2 separate regions of the Mus musculus genome follow, and region 2 is linked to region 1. The links are chromatin contacts, called in public promoter capture Hi-C maps. All regions are on one chromosome and are shown on one strand. Each heading gives the region's core, a stretch centred on a gene start, on an enhancer-like site or on the middle of the called end of the contact. The rest is flanking DNA. Distances are from core to core; before and after follow the strand shown.

Evidence for each region. Capture Hi-C pulls out chosen DNA fragments and counts their contacts.
Region 2: a promoter capture Hi-C map of liver shows a contact between it and region 1. The contact joins the promoter of Slc35f6 here to the promoter of Tmem214 in region 1. A contact is called at or near these places in 1 of 39 promoter capture datasets (erythroid cells), 1 of 484 Hi-C or Micro-C datasets (the G1E-ER4 cell line), 2 of 115 datasets of contacts at active chromatin or transcription factors (bone marrow-derived macrophages and pancreatic cancer cells) and 3 of 9 other capture datasets (adipose tissue, liver and pancreatic islet).

What each region holds. Positions count from the first base shown.
Region 1 is chr5:30,868,289-30,871,157 of GRCm38.p6, reverse strand. It overlaps Tmem214 (transmembrane protein 214), which reads right to left and starts at 1,579. Exons shown (of 17, transcript NM_144525.4): 1 at 1,340-1,579; 2 at 370-569. The coding sequence starts at 1,490.
Region 2 is chr5:30,646,106-30,649,224 of GRCm38.p6, reverse strand. It overlaps Slc35f6 (solute carrier family 35, member F6), which reads right to left and starts at 1,286. Exons shown (of 6, transcript NM_175675.3): 1 at 1,127-1,286. The coding sequence starts at 1,203. Mir5625 (microRNA 5625) reads right to left here and starts at 1,289; the gene lies at 1,210-1,289.

The DNA of each region.
Region 1 (2,869 bases), core at 330-2,829:
AACCAGCTTTTCTTTTCTTTTCTTTTTTTGGTTTTTCGAGACAGGGTTTCTCTGTACAGCTCTGGCTGTCCTGGAACTCACTTTGTAGACCAGGCTGGCCTCCAACTCAGAAATCCGCCTGCCTCTGCCTCCCGAGTGCTGGGATTAAAGGCGTGCGGCAGCACGCCTGGCTCCAAACCAGCTTTTCTAATGTCTCCATCTTGTTCTTGGGATTTCCATCTTCCTGCTCACCTATGTTTCTGACAAATACCAACATTCTTTCTATTCTAAGTGCACGCATTCTTTCCTTCCACATCTCCATATTGTCTGGAACACCCCTGAGTGTCCCAAGTCCCCATTTTCTCAGTCCCCAAGCCTAGGCACACTTACCGCTTTCAGTGCGTCCTCCAGGCGTCGGAATGGGCCCTGTTTCTGGTTTTGGCTAGGAACAGCTGTCACCTTCTTTGGTTGCTTCTTGTTTATCGGTTTCTTAGACTCTGCAGCAGGGGGTGGAACTTGCTCTTTATTCTGCCGTTTCATGATTTTCTCAAAGCCACGCTCATAAAGAGTGCTTGTAGTCTGGATTGGTGCTGGAATGAAGACAGGTAGAAAACAGCAGGCCACCCTTAAGACCCCAGATCCCACTGTACAGTGGTCTCTTCTTTGTAGAGGCACCTAAGTCATTTAGAGGGAGATTCTGGCCCAAGCCCTCTCTTCCTTGGAAGCAGCTTAGAAAAACAGGAAAGAGCCCTCCGGGTGGCTGATTTCAACCACCACAGTCAGGTCCCAGGCCCTCCCAGTTCTTTATTAAACAATTAAAGTATATGGGAACTAGACCACACTTTTTCCAGCACGGCCTCCACCCCCAATTCTTCTTAGTTCTGAGATGACAACTCTATATACTCAACAAGTGGCAAAATTTTTCTCCCTCTCTGGAGATTGTGGGGACAGGTGACACTGAAATTAACTCCTGGTTGGAGAATATGTCGGGCTATTCATCCCAGTGCTGGCCTTCTCATCCACTCCTCTCACACCTGCTGGTTATATAAGAAGGGGCTCCATGTAGGATCCCAGATGCCTCTGCTCCGTGGCTCAGACACCTGGCCAGTGAGGGCCGGGGCAGCTGAGAGGGTTGTGTGCAAAGGCTTGGACAGATAGAGATCGGAATTCCAGTCTCCTCAGACTCGAAAATCGGCTTCTCTGGACCTCCGCTTCCGACCTATGCAGCGGAGATGACCACCTCTCCTCGTGCTGTCCCTGAGTCACCGTGGCCGGGCTCCCGAGGATCGGCTCCCGGCTCCCGCAGCTGTCCGCCGTGCCCCTGCCCCACAGGCCCAGGTGGGCGGCGGCGGATACTCACAGCTCAGGTCGTATTTCAACACTCCATTTGCCTCCCCGAGCGCCCGGCGGTCACTGCCACCGCCGCCGCCTCGCCCACCGCTGCTTGCTCCAGGTCGCCGGCCCCTCTTCACCACCTCCCAGCCACCGCTACCCGCTGATCTGGCCGCCATGACTTCAGCTCCACCACCTCCCGGCTTTCGGCCCCGGACAACCTCCGCGCGGTGCCACGTCTGCTGCCTCCGCCGCCGCAAGGCACCCTGGGATTCGTAGTCCGTTCGCGCCACGGCGCCGCGCCGAGCGCCTGGGGAGTGATGGCGGCGGCCAGGTTCCGCCCCTGGGGCGCAAAAATCCCTACCCTGCACCTGCGGGCGGGCTCGCCTCTGACCCGCATGGAAATGGGACTGTTCCCTTTTTTCTTATCTTTGCAATGCTCCTGAAGGATGGAATGAAAATAGTTCTCACCTCGGGAGAATTTGAGGAATAAATGTGTTCTTACTTCTTAGAAAGTAGTAGTCTGTTAGCAATTAAACTTCGTATTTGGCGGCCAACAAACTTAATTGCCGAGGAGTGGGACGATGCAGACTTGGGGGAGAAAAGTAGAGCGGCAGAAAGACTGAGAAAACTTAGTAGAGTAGCTCAATGGCAGGGCGAGAAAAGTCTGGGGCAGCCAGGCCATGATCCCTTTGGAGGCAGCCAGGAAAGGACAGGCTCTGGCTCATGCCATGTTCCAGATGTTCAGCCCTAGACTGAAAGAATCACACAGCAAGGTCCCGACCCTAGACGGCCTACAAAACTTGAATGATCCCAGCTAGGGAGCATGATGAATGATAAAACAGCAATGAAAATATCACATTTAAGGAAATATGTTGCTTAGTGTGCTTGTGTGGAACTCATGCTCCCGCACTGCTGTACACATTATCCCCCCCAAACCTCCTTGGTTACTTTTTTTTAGACAGGGTTTCTTTGTGTAGAGCTGGCTGTCCTGGTACTCTCCCTGTAACCAGGCTGGCCTTGAACTCAAGAGATCTGACTGCCTCTGCCTCCTGAGTGCTGGGATTAAAGACATAAACCATCACTGACAAGGAGTGGTCCACTTTTCTTACAGGGTAAATTATTCAGCTGAAGGATGCTTGAAGCCCTAGGAGAGGGAGGGAAGTGGTTTCTGAAACAGGTGGCAGTTGAGATGACTCCCAGGAAGGGAGAATTTTCATTGGTTGGGGATCATGGCTTGTGGAGAGACTGCTTCAATCGTATGGCTTTATTAATTTAGGCAAAGGTCTAGAGTGGTAGACTATATAACAAAACTGAAAGTAGTTCGACATGACTTCATACAATTGGAAAAGGATCATGACCGCCAAATCTGGAGTTTATTCTCTAGACTCTAGAAACTGGAGAGGGAAAAGGTGACATGACCCTTAAAAAACAGCACCCAGGCCTGTGTGAAGGATGGGTCACAGAGAAAGAAGGCAGGTGAGGGATGACCAACCCTTGCAGCCTTCTGGTGTCCTCCATCCCCTTTAGGCCCAGCCATAGCTGCCTGTCTTAGGGG
Region 2 (3,119 bases), core at 37-2,536, 220 kb after region 1:
CGCCACACCAACTTTCTTTCCTAGCCAGGCCCAGTAAGAAACTGAGGCTAGACTTGGAGAGGGGCATTGTTCGCTGCTGCCCACACGCACACTGGACAAAGGACAGATGATGCACACTGAGGATTTTGGATGCAAATAGATAAAGAAAGGCCTTGCCCTGAGGCAGAGGCAGAGGCAGAGGCAGATAAACTGACAAACAACTGTCAAGTTAAAGCTAGGCCTTTCTGCCAACAATGGAGGAGACCACATTAACTTTCTCAGCTTTGTGATGCCTGGGCCTTAGCTCCCAACCAGCTGAAGACCTTTACTCCCACACACCAGAGTGCAAGTACCCAGCTACCATTCTGGTTTCGGTTAAGGAGCCTTTTCTCCAGATAGACACTTTCTTTTGATCCTCTGGGTCAGTCAGCCTTGTGGCTTCATTTTGGTTTGTATCACCTGCCTCTCTTGATGGCACCTGCTAGGTGTTCTCACTGTAAGCAGAGCCAGAGTGGTTCCCAGCCTCACATAAACCTCTGCGTTTATCACACTGATTCTTTTTTCAGTTCTCCCACGTTCAACGACGTGGTGTGCCCTCTGATTATGGAGGGAAAAAGTCCAGCTGGGCATTTGATGCTGTGAACAAGCAACTTGGAGCTGGCCTTTCTCTTTCCTGCCTCCAAACCTCTGCCACCCACATAAGAGCCCCAACTAAGCATCAAGATGTTGTCTATTCCCTTTCTTTCCCCATGAATGACCCTATGGCCACCTCCTCCTGGCTTGCCCATCCCTTCAGCTCGGCCTCTCCAAGAGCACCGGTGCTTCCCAGGCAGGCCCCCAGCCTCCTGCTGGAAGTCTCTCAGTCTCTGACCGCAGCGCCAGAGCGCCGCCGGGAGAAACTGATCCAACCCTTCGGTTCAAAGATGAGGAACTGAGGCTCAGAGATAGAAGTGACCGCGAATCAAAGTGGCCTTCAAATGCCCGCTTTCTCCCGGCCTCTCACCCCTTCGTCCACACCAGCGCGACTGAACTCTCGGTAATGTGGAGGGCTGGTGGGGTTGGAGAGTAGCGGACGGGTGGGGGACAGGGCGCCGGGTGTCAGCACCCACCGGCCCAGCAGGTCCCTCCCGGTCTGACCCAGACTCACTTTGCCGAAAGCGTGTTGATGGAGCCGGTGACCAGCATAAGCCCGGCCAGGAACAACTGGTACTTAGTCCAGGCCATAGTGGTGGACACGAGAGACCACTTGAATCAGCAGCTCCAACCCGGGTCACCCGGGATGTGGAGTCTCCTACTCAAGAACTTCCGGGCCGGGAGTCACATGACCCCACTGGCCCACGCCCCACGCCCGCTAGCCCCGCCCCGGAGCTGCCACCGGTCTTTGGTAGGAGAGCTGGAGAAGCAGAGTGCAGGGTCCCGGGCCAAGGCTACCAGATTTTCTTTTCTTTTCCATTGCTCGGCTTCCTTTTCTTTTTGTAGTGCTAGTGTCTCATGCATGCTGAGCGAGCCCTGTACTTCTGCAGCGTACGCTCCCAGCCTCTTGGCCTCCCGGTTTGTAAAATGGGCGCTCGGGGTCATGTAGAGATGCTTAGGCAATCTTAGAGCATTTTATAAACAATTTTGAGAGGTTGAGACTGGCAGTTGGTAATAGTTACAGCGTGGGAATCTCTTTTCTCCAGGATCTCCAGAGAACTGGAGTCCTGAGAGAAATGTCCCTAGGGATCCCAGCCCGTTGAATTGCTCACATCTTTCAGTAAAGGGAGCATTTGAGTTGAGTTGTAGCTTCCAGTAGGGTGTTTAACAGCTAAAACACAAACTGGGTGTGCATTCCTAGCACTTGAAAAATGAAGGCCAGTTTCCACTATATAAGGAGTCTGAGGCCAGACTGAGTAACTAAGTAAACAAATAATTAAAATAAAATGAAAAATGAAACCACAGAAGCCAAGGATTAAGGTTATGCTTATGAGTAGCAGTGGTGTGTGTGTGTGTGTGTGTGTGTGTGTGTGTATGAGTGTATTATATATATGTGTGTGTTGGGGGTGTGGACTTGAAGATAAAACACCATGGCTTTTGTATAGTTCCTGCATTAAGCTTCCCCACGTACCCCTGAGGACCCCTATAAATATTGTTTAGAAGCATCCCTACAGAAAGACCAGACCTCGGTTTGTGTGTAGAGGACTTCTAGCATTTAATTAATTAGTTTTTGAGACAGGATCTTGTTATATAAGCCAGACTGTCTTCCAGCTCACTGTGTACTCCAAGATGGACTCCAGTTCATGACTGGCTGTCAGTTTGTTAAAAAATAAATTTATTTATTTGTGTGTTATTGGAGGGCACTTTCAAGGCATATGTGGTACATGTGGAGGTCAGGGAACAACCTAGGGGAGTGGGTTCTCAGCTGCCAGCTGCCTACCTTCCTGTTCCATGTGATTGGCAGCTCATGCCCTACCACAGGTAAAAACAAAAACCCCCAAACACGCTTGATGGCCATTTGACCCACCATACATAGTCCCTCTGTTTCTGAAGATCCTATTACTGCAGGTATGAAAAAAAGGGTGTTTTGACCACTTCTTCCTGGTTGCCTTGAACTTGTAAACATGTATAGTATACACTCAAGGGACTGTAACATCTGTTTTGGGAGATGAGGTAGAGAATGTATTATAAGTAGGGTCTTGAACAAAAATATAGGAGGCTATCGTACAGACAGGGAAACATCTTTCATGTAAGAAGGGTTATGTGTTGGATAGCTCTTGGACCTACAGAACATTCCAGAATTTTTCTTCACGAGAGTGTGCTCTTTTCAGTGAAACCAGGGATAAAAGATCCAAGAGGTGACTTCTGAGCTATGTGTCCCCCACAGTGCTTTTAGTTTTGTGTCATTTCAAAGGAAGTAGTAATTTATCCAAAACTGTTTCCTGAGACATTGGAGACTAGATGAAACACAACTGTGTCCTAAAGGGACACCATCTGCCAGGCCTCCCCACCCCTATTCCCCATGGGAGACAGTTCTTATCGACTACAGTAGGACTCTGGGCTATTTTCCCATAGGTTCAGGCCAAGGATACTTGCCTGACATAAACATTACTAATGACATTGGTGTCACTAGCCCGACATGATGTCACTAGCAGAGCAGTCTTTGT